2 separate regions of the Zea mays genome follow, and region 2 is linked to region 1. Evidence: chromatin contacts called from public Hi-C data. All regions are on one chromosome and are shown on one strand. The core of a region is the stretch at or near the end of the contact, and the rest is flanking DNA. Distances in the headings are between cores, read along the strand shown. Region 1 holds the start of LOC100275572. Region 2 holds the start of LOC109944834 (transcription initiation factor TFIID subunit 8).

What was found. Hi-C and Micro-C count contacts between places; a contact is called where the count stands out from the background.
Region 2: a Hi-C map of ear shows a contact between it and region 1, with 2.2 times the contacts expected there. The contact joins the promoter of LOC109944834 here to the promoter of LOC100275572 in region 1. A contact is called at or near these places in 5 of 25 Hi-C or Micro-C datasets (bundle sheath, ear, endosperm and 2 more).

What each region holds. Positions count from the first base shown.
Region 1 is chr3:126,943,568-126,949,434 of Zm-B73-REFERENCE-NAM-5.0, forward strand. It overlaps LOC100275572, which reads right to left and starts at 2,824. Exons shown (of 5, transcript NM_001149623.3): 1 at 2,448-2,824; 2 at 1,275-2,144; 3 at 376-582; 4 at 155-291; 5 at 1-73. The coding sequence starts at 2,067.
Region 2 is chr3:127,072,171-127,078,684 of Zm-B73-REFERENCE-NAM-5.0, forward strand. LOC109944834 (transcription initiation factor TFIID subunit 8) reads left to right here and starts at 4,059. Exons shown (of 2, transcript XM_020550301.2): 1 at 4,059-5,680. The coding sequence starts at 4,524. The coding sequence ends at 5,597.

The DNA.
Region 1 (5,867 bases), core at 1,574-4,073:
CTGTGACGTCCCGGGGGACCATATCAGCTTTCAGTTCCCCACAAACAATGTCACCAATGAACTCCTTGTCAGCCTACGCATGCAGAATTTCAGTAAATAGAAATTTAGGCTACATACAGATCTATGTGGAATATTTTTTGTGAAAGATAGTTACCTCATTGAAGTCAGATGTTTCTTCTTCCAAACGTTTCGAAGTGATATTCAGTTCCAGTCTTGCAAGCTCAGCTTCAAGCTCCGCTTCAATTTTGCTCATTGCCTCTGAATCAACTACTTGTGGTTTGCTATTATCATCTATTATCAGCAAATAAGATACATAAGATTTTGGTTTGAATAAGTTAAAAATGTTGTGAGAAATTCAAACAAATGTTACTTTACCATCATGTTCGCTAGAAGTTTCATTAGGCAATTCCTTCACAGTTAAACCCTCTTTCATCTCCAGTTCATCTTGTAAATCCTGAACTAAGTTTTCCATTCGTTTTAGTGTGCCCTTCAGCGTATCAAATTCCTTCTTGTTTGACAGAGAAGACCATAGAATACCAATGCTCACCCCAGTAGAGAATAGGAGGAATCGATCATGTAAACCTGCAGATCAAATATGCATATTTAGGACGTGCCAAATGCGTCAAAGGGGAGAGAAAAATCAAAATGGCATGAAATCATTGAAGCGTGCCATTCATACAGAGAAGTCACCCTTCAATATAACCTTACCGGTTGGGTTTTACTACAAGTAAAGTCGTTAGCAGCACAGTAAAAGAGGTAACTGGGACACATGAGTGTCCACAAAACCTCATGTGCACTATAAGCAGGGGCGGACTCACCACCCAGGCACCGCAGGCGGTGGCCTGGGCTGGCTCGCCGGCTGCAATGGAGGGCAAGGCGCGAGCACAGTGCACGGAAGCAAGCAGCACGTGGCACGAGCACAGGCGTGGGGATCACACCGTATTCTCGCCTAGGCTGTCATCAGTTCCTGGGTCCGCCACTGACTATAAGGCAACAGATTGTATCTTTACTACATAGTTGTTCTATGAAATTAGACCAAAACAGAACTGTACTACCAATGTTGCAAAAGGAAAGCATGTGCAAAAATCACCTTGTAGAAATACGAATGAAAATGAAGGTGTCGAAATGCCCAAGGAATGCAGTATTTGACTCACTTCCATTTAATGCATAGTCTATGATAGGGAGAACATTTTGGAAGCTAATTATTCCAAGCATGGGATTCCTCGGCTATAATCATGTAGCAAACGTTGAGGAATGATGTTGAAAGTAAGTACCTGCTTGTTCATGTGAGCTGCTACTTCGCTGAGAACCAGACAGACCAAGCCTTCCATCATGTGAATTTCTGCACTCATGTTTGAGTTTCTTCAACTCAGGTAGAGGAACAATTCCAATCAGACCTCCTAGCATCGCTGAGGTGCCTCTACATTCCTCCTTGTCTATTCCGATATTAAAGGGCAGAGGTACTGGCTCATAGCGTGATTTACTAATTATCCTTGTACCATCTGTCACAATGAATGGCCTAGCAGAAGCTGGGGAAGGAGCTGGAGCAAATGTGCATTCTTCGATTTCAAAGTTCTCACTGTAAAGCTGTGGGACGTAGGAGTTGTCCATTGGCACAAGTGGCTTCATCAAATTCGAACGAGATCTTCTGCTCCTAACAGCTCCACAACCTCTTCCAGGCCCAGAACCAAGACCAGGACTCCTTGGTGAGATTCCAACAGCATGACCCTCTCGAAGGACATCGACCCGATTCTTGCCCTTACCGCTCGCAAGCACACTTTCCCCATGGTTCTGTGAGCCGTTTCTTCTAAAAATCCATGGTTGTAAACTTAGAAGGGATCCAGGATCCCTCACATATTCGCCTGGGCTCAATGAATCAGTGCTGTGGTTGCTGCTAGTAGAAGCAACTGCCCTGCCACCAAATGCAGAGCGAGCGGAGTTTCTTGGAGTATTGCAAGGCACATTGTCCTCGTCGAGACCTAAGTCCCCAGCAAACTGATTAAGAATCATCCTGTGAAACACATTGTTCCCCACTTCCCCGTTCTTGGCGTTGCCCTGCTTATCCATCAGGAGAAATCGAGACTGGCACTAATTCTTCAACAGCACCACAGAAGTCTCTTCATGTCCACAATTACTCAGGCAATCTACATAAACAAAACCTGGTTAGAGCATCAGACCAAGCACAAAGCTTCAACTCATCAACATTAAAGATAAGCATATAGCATATGTAGACCTGCCTGATGATTTAATACTGGTTCAGCCATTCATTGAACCACAAAATTTCAGGGAAAACAATAAACCGCACCCCACGCTTTGGCAACGAGCATCGGTGCTGAAAATCTGGGCGGAAAGCGAGAAAGACTCGGACTCTCTGCTCGCGGCCGCAGCCCATCAGGACAGAACTACCAAGAACCATCTATACAAGCAAGCAACCTAGGATTACTCACCAGGAAAACAAGAAATGGAACCGCCACCTTCGGATGGATCACCCCTCCTCTCCACCAGGCCGAGGGAGCGGCGGCGGTGGCCGCGGCCGTGGATCCGGCTGGAAGTGGCCGCGAAACCTTCAGAAAAAACAACCCGCTGCCCCTTTATCTCACCCACCAGAAGGGCAGAGAAGGATAAGGCGCCACGAAATGCCGGCGTCGCGAACGGAGGAAGCGAGGCGGCGCGAGCTGGGGCTAGACCGCTAGAGCAGGTGGGGAGCATCCATCAGAATCAGACCATCACAGAGAAGGCATTTGGGGGGGTCGGATTTGGGCGCTTGGGTTTGGTCCGGAGGGGGCAGGGCAGGCAGGAAGAACATCCCGAGGAGCCAAACCACCAAGCACAGGAGTATACAGTACAGGACCACGACAGCACGGGAAAAAAAGATAAGAAATTTATGCAAGAAATTGCTGGAGCAGAACATAGTTAGTTCTTGAGCCACGTATAAATGCGGTAAAGAGTTTACTGCTGGTAGGGAAAAGAAATTCATGACGCGACACGAACAAACGGTCAGAGAGAAACCTTCATTCGCAAAAGCAACGGATTTGTTGGCGTGTATGAAAACGCCGCACAAACAAACTAGTACATTGGCATCGACGGCTTGGCGCATGTATCTATTTACTTACTTATTTATTGAGATATATCGTTCTTTCCATATACCTAGACACAAATTCCATTCAGAATATAAGTAAACTCTGTTCACCTAGAAATTTCAGAATGGCATGTAGTAATTAAGAATTGAAGGAGTGCATGTCGACGCCGTCTCTCGTCTCTCGTCATTAACTTGTTGCTAATTTACCTCTCTCTCTGGACGTTAATTACTACTGCTATTTTATGGTCATTGAGAGTTGTCCTGGTGAGTTGTATATGAACCATTGCATTTCCTTGTAGTAATGGGCGGTTCCTTGTGTACAGTGTCCAAGGACTGCAACTCCTTTGTTTTCCTGGGAACAGGCAAAAGAGACGAGACGCTTAGCCTTTACATCATCCCCAAAGTGAAAAGATAATCTTCTTCCATCCCAGCCGTCAATGGGTCCTTCCAGCTCTTGCTGCCAGGAATGGACGCAGGCCCACCATCGCCTGCATGCACTGAACTGGAACGTTCAAGTATTTTCTTTATTATCCAATTGCATGGTATGAATGTCAGAATGTACTCAGTCTTTATAATAAGGTCAACTCTTTTTTCAGAAAAATTATAATAATATCAATAAAAATGTTGTATCTAAGTGTAACGGTACATGTAAGGGGGTGTTTGGTTACCCCAAACTAAAATTTAGCCCCTGTTCCATCGAATGTTTGAACCTTCGTTCCGGGTATTAAATGTAGTCGGATTATAAAACTAATTTGTCAGCCGAAGATTAAAAGACGAGACGAATCTAGTCCAGTTGGTTGGGTATATATTTCATATTTCTATTTAAAAGTCAAACGCTTGATGTGATCTAGACTAAACTTTAGCAGGAGCAACCAAACACCCCCTAAGGTTGTGCTCAGCAGATAATACATATAATCATATAAAACATTGTTTTGTATCGTAGAGTGCGCGTTTAGAAAGCGATTTTTAAAATAGAGTGTGTAAGAAAGGGTGTGAGGTTGCTGGAGAGTGGAGATAGCCGAAGCGCTTTCAAAGAAAAAAAAGATAAAAAGACTCAGATTTGCAGAGAGCTAGCTAAAGAATACTCTGTGAGGAGATGTCTGACGGGTCCATGTCATTTTGGTTTAGTTTTTTTTTCCCGCGTTCTTGGACATTTTCTTACGTGGAGTCTTCCATCTCCTCGTAAAACAAGATTGGGTAAGGCTTTTCGTTTGGCCCACACATACATACGCTTTGTTGGACGTCACACATCCAGCGAACGCTAGCAGGTTCAGAGATGATGTTCAAAAACGGAGGTTTGGCAAAGACCACACAACAGCCCAGATTCTGAGACCAGTTTTCTGCAACTCTCCTCCTCCTTGTTTTTTTAGTGAACAGCAGAGAAAAGATTCTGCTAGGAGGATTTATACTTACAGCTAACAAATTCCACGGTTTTGTTCTGTCACGAGTCTTGGCTAAATAAGAGCAAGTATGTATAGTAACTCGTATTAACGGCGAACAGCTCCACAAGCAAGATGAGGTGAAGGATACTGGATACGAGCAAGGTAGGAGAAGGCTGCTTGTCGCTCTAGGTTCAGCACCAGCTTGACACGGCTGCCTATGCAGGTGTCTTTCACAGCTGAAGGCACAACTGATACACTGGGCATGTCATTTCATACCTGTGGACGTGTCCATAGAAGGCGAGATCGACCTTGTACTTCTGCCAGAGCTCCTGTGCATTGAAGAAGACATGTAGCCATTCGCGTAGCGAATGTCCCCATTCCCCAATGTGGACCTGATGATCGGTAAGTAGTATTTAGTGAACCTGGCTGGAAGTTGTTGAACTCATTCGAACTGTCTGCATATGCCTGTAAAAAAAGATGTCAGGAGATTGAGTGCATTGAAAATGAAAATAACGATTTGTTACTTGACTGAAATTAGAATAGACATGTACCTTTCCCATGTCTCCAAATATGATAGCTCGTTACAAAGAACCTTCTACAGATGTCTGATGCTAGACGCAAGGACGCAGACGTGTTCGCAGGAGCAGCACCCTCATCATGACGAGGAACCCTAGCAGCAGTTACCTTCCCCACCGTCACCGCATCAATTGACTGTAGAGCAGATGTTACTGATATAGATCCAGTCTTTGCAAACTATTGGGTAGACACTAGCCACCTTGCAATAGACCCAACAGTAACCTCAACCATAAGTACAGATGCAGATGCCGCAGATGCCAAGAGACAAGCGTGGTGATTTCATGCGAGGGCATACTCCTACCTTCGCCCACTCTATTGATCGCATGGATGCTAAAGATTGGCTTCGTGCAGTGGAAAGAGAGCTACACACCGCCCAGTGCGACGATAGCGAGAAGGTCATGTATGGTCCCCGCCACCCATGTTAACACTCATGCTATCACCTAGGAGGAGTTCAGAAACAACTTGAAAATACCATGTTCCCGAGGGATTCATGCTTGTGAAGAAGTTTCTAGCACTGAAGCAAGAAGCCATGTCGGCTAGTGAGTACAGGAACAAATTCCTAATGTTGTCCCGCTATGCAACAGCCCTACCGTTAGAACAACCCACAGAGAAACAATTAGTATCAATGGCAGAACAGTTAGGCGCCCTGACTTCCTGCCCCGGGAACCAATCAGGCCAACCCCGATCGATGCTCGGCCAGGCCGTCGCTTTGCCCAGACGGCCATGGCCTCCCTCAGCCAGACCACAGCTCGTCCCCAGCCGGCCCTCATGGCCAAACTCCCCCCACCCCGCTGCATGTCCTCGTCACGCGCGCGTTCACGCCTCATGCC
Region 2 (6,514 bases), core at 2,809-5,308, 130 kb after region 1:
CAGGTCGAGTCTAGTAACAGAACATTGATTAACTTGATAAAAAAGAAGATATCTGGTAATCCTGAGCATTGGCATAAGATTTTGTCCGAAGCTTTGTGGGCTCACAGAATATCTAAACACTGTGCTACTAAAGTTTCTCCATTTGAGCTTGTCTATGGGCAGGAAGCAGTTTTACCCATGGAGATAAGTTTAAATGCAGTCAGGATCGCCAGGAAAAATGACTTAACTGTCGGTGATTATTATAATATGATGATGGACAATATTGATGAGGTGACTGATAAAAGAGTGGCAGCCATAGGAGAAATAGCAAAGGACAAGATCATGGTAGCCAAGGCCTATAACAAGAAGGTCAAAGCTAAATCATTTCAGGTAGGGGACCTAGTATGGAAGACCATCTTGCCTCTAAGAAACAAAAACCGAAAGTTTGGGAAGTGGTTGCCAAGCTAGGAGGGTCCATACAAAGTAACACAGGTAATATCTGGTAATGCCTATTTATTGCAAACATTACAAGGCAAAGATTTGCCCAAAGCTTTGAATGAGCGTTTCCTCAAGTAGTACCATCCTAGTATGTGGCAAGATGCTTAAGAAAACCGATGAGATCACATCGAGTTAGTTGCTTTTGGTTCGCTCAGCTCCAACAAAAGACAGGGGCATATGTTGAGCACCAAAATGAGCGGTCGGACGGTCCGCACCGGTGGTCCGGACGGTCCGTGCGCGCGCAGGGCCAATTAGGGTTCTGAGTTTCTTGCTAAGGTTGTTGGCTAGATTCGCGGAATTAGCTTGGGAATTTTGTTTGTAATGGGTTCAGCCCCCCTCCTCTATAAATACAGAGGAATACGACCGATTTGAAACATCAATCGAACCTACAATCAATACAATTCACATTTTATCTTAGGAGTAGTTCTAGTCTAGTTTTAGTTTAGTCTTCCGATCCCCAAATTCTCCGCTTCTGTTTGACTCTACGTCGATTAGAGGAGTCTAGGTCGGCCTGCCGAGCCTAGACAACACCTAGGATCTCTCCTCCCCGACGGGGTCCCTCCCGATAGTGAGATCCAGGCGCCGCCGGCGACCTTCGCCGCCCCTGCGCACACGCGGACCGTCCGACCCATCAAGCAGGAAACCCTAGCCCTGTTCCAGGTCGTGGACCGTCCGGCCCCTGGCCTCGGACCGTCCGCGCCTGTGCAGAGAGCACCGCCGCGCGGTTCTCACGCAGTGATTGACGCCCAAAAAGACACCAACATGATCATCACAATGCATAGCCGGTTGGATAGAGCATCTTATGTGATCATGTATGTAAGCCTAGTGGTAGTAAAATCTTTATCGTGATCATGTCACAACTCACAAGCACTAGTATAATACGTGTGCGTTGCAAACACACAACCACACGATGGTCCAATAAGATAGTATGATGAACTATCTTCATAAAAATATCCGTCATAGATAAATTTAATATCAAAGTGAATATATGTTTATTATACCAGATATTAAATTGATAACATCAAATATTACACTTTATCTTAGCCAAAAGATCGATAATGATATGAGTTAAAAAGGACTCCAACCCTTTTTTTATAGCTTGCTCGATCGCTAGTTCTCCTTCAGTTAGCAGGACAGTACTGTGTGTGAACGTTGTGTTGCGTGCGACTTACTATCGTGTTGGGTTTGGTGGTTTCTCACGGTCCATATTTAGAGTAATGACCCACTCATATGCAAGAAGTGGGGGAAAGGACATGCTCGTATTAGGCTTCGTGTTTTTTCACGGCCTATATGTATGGGACAATGGGTCTATTGGTAGACGAGAAGTGATGAAAAAAATCTACATATTGGGATGGCATCGGGTTTAAAACTCGTGGGTAAAGGTTTACAAACCCGCACATATACCCGTTACCTACGACGACGGGTACCACAAACACGTGGTATACCCACGAGCACATAATCACACACACACACACACAAACACACACACACACATGCTAGCTCTATTTGTCACTAGGGTGAAGCTTCACCCGGACCAGTTCCACCCGTCGCGCGCTCCCAACTAGGTCATCCACCCCACACAAGCTCCACCTTCCTAGAGGGCGCCTTTTTTCCTTTTTATCACTTCATCAGTTGTTCAGATTTATCACTAATAACCGAACACTTCGTCGATAATAACCCGACACTTCGTCGGTAATAACTACACGCTTCGTCGGTAATAACCCAACGTTTCATCGGTAATAGCCGAGCGTTTCGTTGGTAATAACCCAACGCTTCACCGGTAATAACCGATCGTTTCGTCGGTAATAACTTAACGTTTCATCGGTTATAACCGAACATTTCTTCACTGATGAAAATATTATTGACTGATGACTGCAATATTATTGACTGATGACTGTAATATTACCGACTGTATCTATTACTGAGCGACTGCTGCTGTCAAATTACTTACTGATGACTGCAATATTACTGACTGCATCTATTATTGAGCGATGACTGCAGTAAAATTACTGATGATGACTGCAATATTACTGACTCCATCTATTTTTGAGCGATGACTGCAGTAAAATTACTGTCCGCATCTATTACTGAGCGATTGCTGCTGTAAAATTACGTACTAATGACTATAATATTATTAATTGCATCTATTACTCAGCGATAACATAAAAAAAGAAAAAAGTCTAGCCATGCATGCGAGAATTTTGTGTTGCGTGCCGAAAAAGGAAAAAGTAAAAAAATACTAACCATGCATGCACCTATGCATTGGAGCATTGCAGGAATGCCAAAAAAGGAAAAAGCGAGCGCTGCCCCCGCATGGAGGCAATAAGACGCGACGCGTGTGGGGACTGATACAATATTTTTATATCTGTGAGAAAAAAACTCATCAGATTGAGAATCAAACCCGCAGCCATACATGTGGATACATACTCAAACCCACACTCTATAGGTGTTTTACCCATGGGTACAGGGTAAAATGTATCCGTTGCCATCCATATCTACATACCATGTGTGACTGTTGGGGCGAAGGCTCAACGCCCCCTCGCTCGGGAAACCACAACGACAAAGGGTCAAGGACTGGAGGGCACGGAGGCCTCAAGAGCGACCGCACTTCGAAGAACACGAAGAGTTCGGGCGAAGACTCGGGCACCCCCTCCACCAGAGTGAAGACCATCCTCCACCAGAGCGAAGACCATCGAGAGTTCCGTCGACAACGGATCTAGACTGCGAAGACCATGCGGTGTGATCTACCACCAATTGTAATAGGGGGGCCCATGTGTAGTCGGCCCACGCCGTGAGATCTAGCTCGTAGGCCGCTATACGGGTAGGGTTGTTAGCGGATTTTGTAATTAATTACGCTGTAATTACCCACTTTAACCCAAAGGGGAATATTCCGAGGATAACGTAGGTAACCGAGGGTACGATTGTCTTTGACGGGGTAGGACCGACCCTCGGTTATCTATAAATACCCCTACACCGCACCATTGCGGGGGACGGAGAAAAACACTATAATCCTAATACTTTATGTTAAACGGTATCAAACTATTTCCTATTCTTCCACTGTTCGGCTGACTGCCGGTTAGTGAGTTCCAACAGTGACACAGAATCCACGATGAAACTTCTGTAAGGAGCAGAGAGAAGGCCCTGTTTGGGAACAAAGTTTTTGAAAACCACAGTTTTTGAAATACTATACTATACTTTAGTTATGACAATACCGTAGTTTATAATACCGCAGTTTTGAAAACTGAGGTCCAGAGCTAAGTTTAGAATGCCTTAAAACAACTATAGTATTTGCAATACTTCAGTTTTGAAAACAGAGATTTTACCCAGCTTGCCAAACACCATTATGTATATAATACTGCAGTATTTGAGAATACTGCAGTATTCTTCCAAAACTGCAGAAAAACTTTGTTCCCAAACACCCCCGAAGTGTCCGCTTGCTATGTGTTGGGCTGGTCTGGTCCTGGCCCAAAAGTGCTGGATGTGTAAAGCGCTTTCCTCGTTGGAAAGCGTCTACCCGGCGAGAGGCGGGTCCAGTCGGCGACTAGCCACGTGTACGGTGTGCCCTCCTTGCTCCGCCAGTCCGCCTGGAGCACGCGCGAATACATCCAGCCCACCCCCTGCCGCCTCCTCCTCTATAAGACGAGACCTGCGCACCGGCACCGCCATCTCCGTCTCCCTGTCTCACCGGTGCCGCTTCCCCTCACCCGCTCGATTTACTGCCCAATCCGGCCCGCTTCGCCCCGCCACGAATTTTAATCAACCGTTTGGAGCTTGAATTTGAATTCCAGCTCGAATCACCCACCCGGCCAGCTGGGAGCGAGAGCGTTCCAGCTCGAATCACCCAGCCCGCCAGCCGGGAGCGAGAGCGAGCTGGGTGAGCTCGATTCGATGCGTTGCTGAGCGTGGCTCAACCGATTCAGGTCGGGCGGTGGCGCAGTCAGAGGGATCTGAACCCTAGCGCCGTCCGGATCTGTGACCCGCGCTGCTCGGCGCGTCGGCGGCATGAGTGCCTGGAAAACGTGGCGAGGAGGAGAAGCGGCGGGGATATGAGCGGAGCCAGCGGCAGCGGGGACGACTTCGGGCGGGCGGTGGCGCGTGCCGCAGTGGCGCAGGCGCTGGAGGCCGCGGGGTTCGACTGCGCGCACCGCTCCGCGGTGGACGCGGTCGTCGACATCCTCCTGCGCTACATCACGCACCTGGGTCGGTCCGCCGCCTTCCATGCCAACCTCGCCGGACGCGCGCTCGCCAACGAGCTTGACGTCATCCAGGCGCTCGAGGAGGTCGGCGCCGACACGGACGGCTTCGCCGGCGCGGCGGCCACGGGCCACTGCCTCGTCAGCTCCGGCGTCGTCAGGGACCTTATGGCGTTCGTTGACTCCAAGGACGAGGTGCCGTTCGCGCGTCCGCTGCCTAGGTTCCCCGTCCAGCGCGTGCAGCCGCAGCCCACTGCCAGCTTGGCGGTGGCGGGGCGGGAGACTGGGATGAGGCACGTGCCGGAGTGGTTGCCCGTGTTCCCGGATCCGCACACGTATGTGAGTACGGAGGTGTGGGTTGAGCCACCGGCGACCAAGGACAGGGTTGACAAGGTGGAGCAGGTGCGGCAACGGAGGAAGGCTGAGAAGTCCCTGCTCAGCTTGCAGCAAAGGCTGGCTATGGCAGGTGCGGATGGGTTTCGTCCAGTAGCTGCTGTGGCGCAGGATAACGCAGAGAAGGGGAAGGAGATACAGGCAGCTGGGACAAAGAGAAACCCATTTCTTGAGCCAGCATTGCCGCCTGGAGAGAAGTATGTATCTGAGGTTGATATGCCTCCTGAAAAGAAGAAACCCTCTGTCCTTGAGGCATTTGCGCCAGCTATCCAAGCTAGAACCATCAAAGAGTTCGATGCTGGGGCAGGGTTGGATCAAAATCAAAGGAACATCGTTCCAAAGGAGAGGGCTCGGGTGCATCTTAAGATTGGATTTGGAAAGAAGCCATTTGCTGCAGCTCTGAACTCAAGAGCCCTGGACCTGAGGGAAGATCCTTCATTCCTGAAAGAGGAAGCAAAGGATGACAAGAAGCGGAGAGCAGGCATGATATTAAGGGCATCGATGGAGAACCCACAAGAACTTCCTCAGCTCTAAAGTTATCTATAGAGGAAGTGCGGTACCCAGAGTGGAGTTGCATCATGGTGTAATTGTGGAACTTCAGCTTCCTGAATCTAGAGGTACGTTGTAAACATTCATCTTGTGGTAACTCAATGGCCCTGGATATCAATTGCTATAGAGGCCCATGCGAACGAAAACCATTTAGTTGACAATCCTTTGGTTCTATGCAAGGTTATTAAAACGACAAAATGTTTAAACACTCATGGGTGAAGTTTTGACTTTTAAACGTTTAAACGAAGTTTAAATGTAGTTTTAAACAACATACAAAAATATCAATAGATTATAATTTTAGACAATAACATGAAGTTAAATACCAAAACAGAGAGGCTAGAGGCTTACAAAAGCAGAGGTAGAAAGGTTGAGAGGAGTCGACTGCTGAGTGCTGGCCACTGGTTGCTAGTAAACAAATACGTGGAGGGAGAGGGCAGCATGGAGGGAGAGGAGCGGTACGGATGGCGCCGACTGCGACACACGGTGCTGAGAAGCGACTGCACACGCTGTGGAAGGAGAGGGCGCACTCGGCGCAGAGGGAGGGAGAGTCGGTACGCGCGGACAACAGCAACATCACCTTCAGGCGGCGGCGACAGAGAGCAGAGTGGTGTGCTGCTAGCCATCGGGCTTCAGGGCAGAGGAGTAGGGCAAGCATGTGGAGACTGGACCGAACTGGACCCAAAACTAGCTAATGGTCTAAAACGCATGAAACACTGAGTTTTACAGTTTAGTACGCCAAAACGTGGATTTAAACGTTGTAAAACGTCGTTTTGGACCATATTCTTTAATGTTTCAGAGTTCCAACCTCTAATTAGTGTTTTGACATTTAAACTTAGTTTTAATAACACTGGTTCTGTGCATTAAATTGGTACAACAATCTGACGATTCTAGCTGGCTGTGTG